Regions from separate parts of the Sus scrofa genome. Here region 2 is linked to region 1. The links are chromatin contacts, called in public Hi-C maps. All regions are on one chromosome and are shown on one strand. The core of a region is the stretch at or near the end of the contact, and the rest is flanking DNA. Distances in the headings are between cores, read along the strand shown.

Region 1 (4,615 bases), core at 564-3,063:
GGGGGGGGGGGACGACACAGGTAACGCTGGTTCTTCCCTTGCTCTGCTTGGTTTCATCACTTCCTGCTCCGAGGGGGCTGACCGCCCTCTTCTCCCCACCCCCTCCCCCCGTCCTGCCGCCAAGGTAACTTTGAGCGACTGGAACGATGCCCTTGGCTTCCGCCCTCCCCTCCTCATATCAGATGCAAAGCAGAAGTGAGCAGAGCTGCACCGGCAGGCAGATAACGGCAGCGGGTGCATCACCATCAGCGGAGGGCTGCCGGATACACCCGCCCACCCCAGGCCAGGCCGATCGAGCCTCTCAAAGCCTCAGGCTGCCCCTCTGTAGGATGGGAGGCTTGGAGGGGAGGCCCATCCAGCTAGAACATGCCAGAATGTGTGTGGATGGAGCTACAGAAAACCCACCCCAGGAGGTGCCTCTGGGCAGAACGCTAAGACAACGGAGCGGGCAGGCAAGAGAGACTGGCATTTTGAACCTGTCATGTGCAGGGGAGGACACTGAGGATGTGACAATCTGAGGTCCCTGAGATCTGACAGCCGAGGAGCCCCCTCAGCGGAGCCTGGCCCGCATTGATCAGCTCACCCGCCACCCTTCTCTCCTCCTTCCCAGCGGGGCCTCTCTCACCCCTCCCCCCACCTCCTCCCCCACATCCACCCACACCCTCCCCAGCCAGGCAGGCCTGGGGGTGAGAGGCGCTCTTGACTGAGCGTATAGGCACAGGACCAACACTCAGAACATCCCAAGTGACCTGGCATCAAGGGCCTCTTTGCAGACAACAGAGCTGTTCAGAGAGGCATTGTGACTCACCCAAGGCCACACAGCAGTGCAAGCCAGTGACTAGAGCCCAAGCCAGCCTGGGGACCACCCCCTGCCGGCATCCACAGTTAAGACTGAGGGTGCATGGGAGACCTGCCCCAGGTCTCGGGGTGCAGGTGAGGGGCCCCGGGCACACCCGAGTTCAGTCCTGTACCCTCAACCCAGGCAGCTTCCGGGGTGAGGTGGGCAGCGAGGGTGAAGCTCACTGTCCTGAGGTTCCCTCTGGGCCCTGGGAGAAAAAGGGAGTGGTTCCTCCAGCTGCCTCCCAGGGACCCTGGATCTGCAGGGCAGGGGAAGCCGCCTCCCAGGGGCGTGGGGAGGGGGAGGGCCTCAGGGCTCCCCCAGGAGGGAGCTGGGAGCAAGTCCCACCAGGTACCTACCCATCTCCCACCACCACACACTTGATGGCCTGCATGGCGTCTGAGGCCTGGGAGGCGGTGGTGGTGACAGCTGGGGGCGCGGAGCGCTTCTGCAGGCACCGGGGCTGTGGAGAGCCTGGAGGGGGGCCCTGAGCGAGGAGCAGCAGCAGCAGCGGGACAGGAGGCAGGAGGAAGCGGAAGGGGAACTTACCCAAGCTGCTGCCCCCGCGGCCGTTTGCAGAAGGCGGAGCATGCGGTCTGGCAGAACCACCGGAGGGTGGGGTGGCTGTCAGGTGCTGGGCAGAGCCCTACCCTGGGCATCCCTGCTCTGGAGCACCAACCGGAGACCTGGGGACCCTCTCAGCTGGAGGCTTCCTCCCAAGGGCAGGGCCAGAGCTGTTCTTTGAGAACTCGAGGCTTCCAAAGACGTAGCTCACCTCAATTCTAAGCAATAAGCATTTAATGAGCACCTACGGTGTGCCAGGCACTGTACTGGGTGCTGATGAGTCCAGGATGTGAGTGGTACTACAGCAGGTCCCGGTGGAAGATACAGTCCCATCACAGGTGTCCATAAAACGGGGCAGGAAGTGATGGGGCCACGGAAGACTGACAGGGAGGGGACCACAGAATCACACAGAGGGTGAGCTGGCGCTTGCGAAGTGGCGTTCAAGCCAGGACTTGAAAGCTGGTGTCAGAGAGAGGACCGGCCAGAGGGGACAGCCTGGCCAAGCAGCGGGGCCAGTGTGGGACCCCTTGAATGTGGAGGGAGATGGGGGGATGAGGCAGAAAGGGAGGTGGGGATCAGCTGATGGAGAAGGGGAAACAGAAGGCAGCGCCCAGGCCAGCCAGGCCCCGCGCTGGAGGCCCCCCAGGTCTCCGGAATTGTGGCCCATCTTAACAATGCTGAAACAGAGGCTCTGAGAAATCAGTTTGCTGACTAGGAAAGCCCTGCCTGAAATCAACCCCGAGGCTAGGGGCCTCCACATTCTTCCCTCACCCCAGCTGCAGTCTGGACACAGAGCCTGAATTCTGTAGCAGGTGGGGAGGGCGAGGGCGCCCCGTTGGCCTCAGGGAGACTCAGGGTCTGAGCAGCCCTGGACCCTTGCCCCGGGCTCCAAGTTCACCTGCTCTTTCTCTTCGCCGCCACTGCTCTCCACGCCCAGCGCCCTTCCAGCTCCAGGGACAAGGGGCAGGAGGGGATGGGCAGAGCCACCAGTCACCCACCCCAGACTCACGCAGGACAAACTGGGAAACCAGTAGAAGGGTGTGGAGTGCCAGGTGCTGGGCGCCCAGCACCCCTCCCACTCCCTGCCCTGGGGGCACCTGGAGCTGAACCTTCCAGAAGCTTACACACAAGCTACAGCGTTGCTGAAAATGGCTTTTGCAGAAAGGGAAATGCAGTCTCTCCACGGACCTGCGCCAGCACTTGGCCAGCCAATGATTAAAACCTGCCAACAAACATCTGTGCTCTGCACGGGTGGAGCTGAGGCAGTGGAAGGCACTTCGCGGCACCCAGCTGGGGTCAGGGAGGCCAAGTGTCCCCCGATGACCCACCCCGGGTGCCACACAGGCCACACCGAAGGACTTCGTTCTGGCTACTCCCCCAAATCCACATTCTTTTCCCAACCACCACGACCCTACAGGGCAACCTCCGTGTTAATCTAACAAAAACAATGCACTAAGTGTAATGTGGGATCTTGGATTAGATCCTGGAACGAGAAAAAAAATTAGTGGAAAAAGTTACAAAATCCAAAACAAATCTGAAATTAGATATCGGTATTGTACCAAGTGTTAGTTTCGACAAATGCACTGCGGTTATGCAAATGCTGTGAACATAAGGGGAAACTGGGTGAAGGATATTGTGAATTTTCTTACTGTTCCTGCAATTTTGCTAGAAATCTGAAATTATTCCAAAATAAAATGCTTATTAAAGAAAAAAAAAAGAGGCGTCCCCGCTGGGGTGCAGTGGGTTAAGACTCCAACCACAGCAGCTCAGGTCACTACAGAGGGGTGGGTTTGATCCCTGGCCTGGGAACTTCCATGTGCCTCAGGTGAAGCCATAGAGAAAAGAAATAAAATTTTTTAAAAAGATAAAAGGAAAAGAAAAAAGTACAAAGCAGCTCTTTGGGAAGATATAGCCAATGAGAATGGTCCCATGACTCGGAAAGAGACAAATGCACTGGGTTTTATCCCCCATCACATGGAGCCTTGTTGTGCAGTAAACAACCTACCCAACCATACCTGGCCATGTTGGCTGTACAATCGCACCTGCTCTCCTTCCTAAGGAAGCTGCTTCTCCAGGACCGCCCTGGCAAAACTCTCCCTGACTCAGGGCCAATTGACTCCCTTCTTCAATCTGCATGTATCAATTATGCACCACTTAATACCTGGCTCTGAGCTGGTACTGCAGTGGATGCAAAACCAAGAAGACAGCTAGACACCCCTGAAGAACTGGTGACCTGTAATGAGAGTGACTCGGGGGTGGTGGAACCTCCGGACAGCTTGGGATGGCCCTGATCTGCAGGTGGGCCTGGGGTTGTGAGGACAGGCCAGGGTTGGCAGGGGAATGAGATGGGGGTGGGGCAGCCTGGAGGACAGTAGGGGCTAGAAGGACAGTGGCAGTCTCTGCCTGCTTCCAGTGCGGCAGCCACTGCTCTTCAGCCCCAGTGCTGTTGGTGGCTCTATCATTCATTTTACAGATGAGAAAACCAGGGCACAGAGAGGTTCATGAACTTGCTCGGGTTGACACACTCGCAGCCACCACACTGGAAGTGAATGCAGGTCCAAATCCCCTCATTTCACAGATGGGAAACTGAGGCTCGAGGCCATGAGAGCAAGGCCAAGATGCAGCAGCCCTGGCCTCCTGTCTAGTCCTCTTCAGCTTTTCTTTTTTTCTTCCTTTTTATTTTATTTTTTTTCTTAATATCTATGAGATATAGTTTACATACAAGAAATAAATCCATTTAAAGTATACAATTCCATTTATTCTCATAGATACATACACCCACGAGACCACACATCATCAAAGGCAGAAAATCACGGGAGTTTCCGCTGTGGCACAAGGGGACTGGTGGCATCTTGGGAGCTCTGGGACGTGGGTTTGATCCCTGGCCTGGCACCGTGGGTTAAGGATCCAGCTTTGCCGCAGCTGCGGCTTAGGTCGGGACTGCGTCTCAAATTTGATCCCTGGCGTGGAAACTCCCCACTCAGCCAAAAAAAGAAAAAAGAACGAAAAGAGGCAGTAAATTCCCATTAGCGTGGAAAGTTTCCTCACACCCCTGCTCAGTCCATGCCTCCCCCCCGCCCCCACAGAAGGTCTGATCTTCTTTACAGATTAATTGCGTCTTCTCCAGTTTCACAGAAGTGGCATCACAGTATACAGCCCCAAGCCTTCTTTCCCTCGGTGTGTGTTTGAGATCCAGCCATGCGGCTGCATGGG
Region 2 (4,615 bases), core at 1,098-3,597, 48 kb before region 1:
TCTGAAAATGACGGTCCCAGGAGGCCTCTGCTGGGGTGGCTGAGTAAGGTGCCTGGCTGCCCATGGGTCTTGGCCATCGAGACAAAGAAATGCTTTTCCCATTTCCTTCTGGCTTGTTTTCTTGCCATGGACTCCACCATCATTGCAGTGCAAAGCTGAAGAGGGCACCCCTTGGGACAGACGTATTAGAAAGGAAGATAAAAGAAGTCCCTGCAGGAATGCAACACTGAAGGTGCATAGCTGATGTCAGCCCACCTCCTCGCTCAGCATCTTTGCACAGTCAACAACCTGAACAACTCAACCTCACCCAAGATGCCCGGCAGGGAAGGGGCAGGAGAGAATTCATTGGAAGATGCTTGTGTCAATCATCATAGACCTGCCAATCAGCTGCCAAGGTGGTCAATTGAAACTAAGGGGCAGGACCCAGGAGGTCTGGAAAATCCAAAAGGTATGGGAAAGTCCAAGAGTTTGTGAGGATCCGTCTTTGGCCCTGGCAAAGAAGGGATTCAGAGTTCCAGGAGGGGGACAGGAAGTAGCCTGGACAGCAGCAACTGGAGGCAGGCCAGGGCTGGGTGGGCAGGAAGCGGGGCAGAGAGCCTTTGAGGTGGTGGCAGTCTTTGAGGGCTGGCACCTAGTTATCGCAGGATCAGAAACTCAGCTTTTGAAACCAGACTGGTTTTTACACTTCTGGCATTTTTCTTTGTTTATTTCCTTTCTGTTCTCCTTTAACATTTAGTACAATTCAAAAATATTTTTTTGTGGTTAATATGTGTAGAGAAGGTAAAATGAAGATTTTTTTTTTTTTAAATACCATTCTATCCTAACCTGAGCACTGTAGTAAGAGCTGGGTTTTAAAGGGGCAGGAGCCCTCCCCTCAACACCCCCCTCCCCCCTCCCTGGGGCTGGGAAGTGGCAAGATGGGGAGGGGTGGGTGGGTAGGGAGTCTCCGGAGCCACCACCCCTCTCCTGGAGGTGACACTTCCCAAGCTCCCCTCTGCCCCTGCCTCTGCTACCCCACCCCCATCTGGCTTTCTGATTCTGCTCCACAAGCCAGGTCCAATCCTGCTGGAGATGATCGCCCTTATCTTTTATTTGTAAATTACACATCCCAATGGTTTGTGTGATGCTTTGTTTGTTTGTTTGTTTTAGCACCCATGGCCGAGCACGTGGAGCTTCCCAGACCAGGGGTCGAATCAGAGCTGTAGCCACTAGCCTATACCACAGCCACAGGAACGCCAGATCCGAGACTCATCTGTGACCTACACCCCAGCTCACGGCCATGCCAGATCCTTAACCCGCGGAGCAAGACCAGGGATCGAACCTGGGTCCTCAAGGATACGTGTCAGATTCATTTCCGCTGAGCCATGATGGGAAGTCCCCAAACGGTTTTGAGAAGCGCAAAATCCCCTCTTTTTTTTTTTTTTTTTTTTCTGGCCATAGACATGAACTCATAGGAAAAGGTAAGCCTTGAGAGTCAGATCTGAGATCCCCAGAAGAGTTTACAAGCTGTGTGACCTAGGGCTAGTGGCTTAACCTCTCTGAGCTTCCTGCTCCATGACATTTACAAGGAGGAAACAACTTTCTCTCCCAACCAGGTTGTTTGGGAGGATTTAACTGCGGGGAAAGTGCCTGGCTTGTAAAAGAATCTTAGTAAAAAGTCAGTTCCTTTCTCCACTGCCCACCATGACCTCTTCCCAGGGACATGGGACAGGAAGAGGGGAATTTCTCCCACAGGACTGGCATGGTTTGGGGACATTTTTGTTGGCCCAGCCAGCTGGGGACTCAAAAGATCTGTGACACAGAACTGTGACCTGGGGTGGGGGAAGGGGGAGAGGCAGGAAGCAGGAAGCAAAGTAGCCTTTAACAAAAGTAGCAATAACCACAATCAGTCATTGATTGGCTCCGGTCCAGTCCTCCAGTCCGGGTCCCGGGATGCTGGCAGGCTGGGATCAAGTGTGATGGGACCATGCCAAGGTGGCGGGGGCCGGGGGGGAGGATTTGGGGGTCTCCCTCTTTGCAGTCTTGCTGAGCTGAGTGGGTGCATGTCCAGGCTGCGGTGGGCACAAGCCGGGTACCGCAGAGGGCAGCCCTGTCTCCGGTCACAGGAGGGAATGGGGTGGGGAGAGCCTAGCAGGGGCTGGCAGGGGTCAGAGAGAGAAAGCAGTGCCGCTAAGGATGTGTGTCCAGGAAGAGAGGAGAAAAGAGAGGAATTCCAGGCTCTGACCCCAAACCCCTCGGCCCTGCTGGAGGAAGCGCAGGCCCTCCCATCACTCACCCAGTGTCCTGCAGCCTTGAACTGCAGCTCATGGACCGCGGGCTTCTGGGCGGCCTCTGGTTCCTTGGTCCATGTCTGCGATAATAACTTGTTGCTGGCGCAGACCCCCAGGGCCGGCCGGCTGGCTGGCTGGCTGGCCGAGGAGGGAGGGAGGCAGAGCGGAGGGAGGCAGGGCGGGTGGGCGGGCGGGCGGAGGGAGCGGGCTGAGCTGGCTTTTCCCACCTCCCTCCTCCCTGCTCCCTCCCCTCCAGCCTCTGGGTTCTGCAGAGATAAAGGGAGCCCTGGATTTCCTTTGCTTAACCCTGCGGCAGTCCAAGAGGTTCTTGTTGAATTCAGAGACCCAGTGAGGTCCCAGCAGGAAGGGGTGTAAGGCCCCCCCCCGCTGTGCAGAGCTGGGAAATCTGAGGAAATTGAGACCGGGGTAGGGGAAGAGCAGGAGCCCCAAAAGTTGCTCAGGAAGGAGGAGCAGTGCTGGAAACCCAATGCTGGATGCTGCGGGGCTCCGGCCTTAGCTGAAGAGCTCATCAGTTCTGAGTCACCGAGGCAGGAGGCCCCGCGGAGAGGGCACGGGCACCAACCCAGTGGCCTCAGCTTGGAATCCTGGCACTGGCCCCACGGGCCAGTCCCTCCCCTGCCCGCAGCCCCTAGGCGTCTGTAAAACTCCACTCCCAGCCCCATCCACACCAGTCTCCAGGGAGGGTTTGCTGAATACATGTTCACTGAGTGTGGGTATCACCTCCTCGGGTATCTGGGGAGGGTGGCAGCCAGGTCAATCCCCCTACCCCCTATGGACACAAATGTCCTCCTCCTCTGCCTGGAATGTTGCCGTGATTGTCCATCTTCCTGGTTTTCCAGAGCCAATCTCCCTTGGAAATGCCACCCTGAGAAGTTCACAGGAGGGCAGCCTGTACAGAAAGCCCCTGGGCCCCAGGAGAGGTCCTGCCTCAGCTTCTTTAGGCTGCAGGTAATTTAGCAAAGGCTGCAGCCCTGGTTCCCTGGGGTCAGAGACCCCTGTGCAAAGACTGTCCCAAACGCCCCTCACCCTCCAGCCCCCTCTCATTCTATATTTGCTGAGCTCCCTGCCCGGGCCAGCCTTCATCTTTGCAGGGGCTTTCGGGACCCCCGAGGGTACTGATATCCAGCATTTCTACTCTTCTAACCCCAGCCTCGGGGGTAAGGGAGCTAGTGGCGGGAGCTGATGTGACCTGCCCAGGGTCACACAGTTAGGGAAGAGGCACCACAATCCTGTTCCATGTTCTCTGTCCCACTGGAGTTCCCATGATGGCACAGCTGGGCACAGCTGTGGGCAAAGGTTACAGTTGGGGGTCTGTCCCCTGGGCAGAGGGAAGTGGTGACATTCTCACCTTTGGGGGCCACAGGAGTACAGCTAACTGAGCAGGGCCCTGTGGGGCTCCTGGATACAACAGCCTTTCTGGGTCCCCCATTTTTTGTTTTTAGGAAATGGGCCTCCTTCAGCCTCTGTGACCTTCCCTGAGGGCCAAGGGGCAGGTTCAGACAGCTGCTGAGCAGGGAAGGAAGGGGTGCAGAGACAGGGGAGGGTCCTGGGTCCCTCTCAAGGGCTGCACATAATGATGTAGGCATCGCATACACCTAAAAGTTATCTTCCTTATGCTTCTTTTAAAAATGAATACTTTATTCTTTATTTATTCATTTATTCATTTTTGGTCTTTTTAGGGCCACACCCACAGCATATGGAAGTTCCCAGGCTAGGGGTTGAATTGGAGATGCAGCTGCTGTGCTACACCACAGCCACAGCAATGCTGGATCCTTAACCCACTGAGCGAAGCCAGGGATTGAACCTGCGATACTAGTTGGGTTCGTTACCACTGAGCCACGATGGGAACTCTCTAGAAATAAATACCTTAAAATGGAACAGCTTAGGAGTTCCCACCGTGGGGCAGCGGAAACGAATCTGACTAGGAACCATGAGGTTGCGGGTTCGATCCCTGGCCTCGCTGAGAGGGTTAAGGATCCAGTATTGCTGTGAGCTGTGGTGTGGGTTGCAGATATGTCTCAGATCCCGCATTGTGGCTGTGGCATCAGCCGGCAGCTGTAGCTCTGATTCAGCCCCTAGCCTGGGAACCTCCATATGCTGCAGGTGCAGCCCTAAAAAGCAAAACGGAAACAAACAAAATTGAACACCTTAGAGTCCTTCCCTGGGCTTCTCCCTGGCTGAATTGCACCCTAAACACAATCACCCATAAGCTGAAGATTAGGCACCCCAAGCACAATTGCCTGTGAGTTAACAATTATTAGCACATGAAGTTTTTCAGGAACTTCCCTGGTTTGTTCTAATCTCTGACCCATATGCCCTTCTCG

The links. A called contact is a pair of places that touch in the nucleus more often than the background predicts.
Region 2: a contact with region 1 is called in a Hi-C map of liver, with 6 times the contacts expected there. The contact joins the promoter of C1QTNF6 here to the promoter of RAC2 in region 1. A contact is called at or near these places in 2 of 5 promoter capture datasets (both in liver), 19 of 47 Hi-C or Micro-C datasets (alveolar macrophages, blood, embryonic fibroblasts and 8 more) and 2 of 2 datasets of contacts at active chromatin or transcription factors (alveolar macrophages and skeletal muscle).

What each region holds. Positions count from the first base shown.
Region 1 is chr5:10,551,184-10,555,798 of Sscrofa11.1, reverse strand. It overlaps RAC2 (ras-related C3 botulinum toxin substrate 2), which reads right to left and starts at 1,813. Exons shown (of 7, transcript XM_013997536.2): 1 at 1,388-1,813. The coding sequence starts at 1,497.
Region 2 is chr5:10,599,601-10,604,215 of Sscrofa11.1, reverse strand. C1QTNF6 (C1q and TNF related 6) reads right to left here and starts at 2,347. Exons shown (of 3, transcript NM_001142830.1): 1 at 2,276-2,347.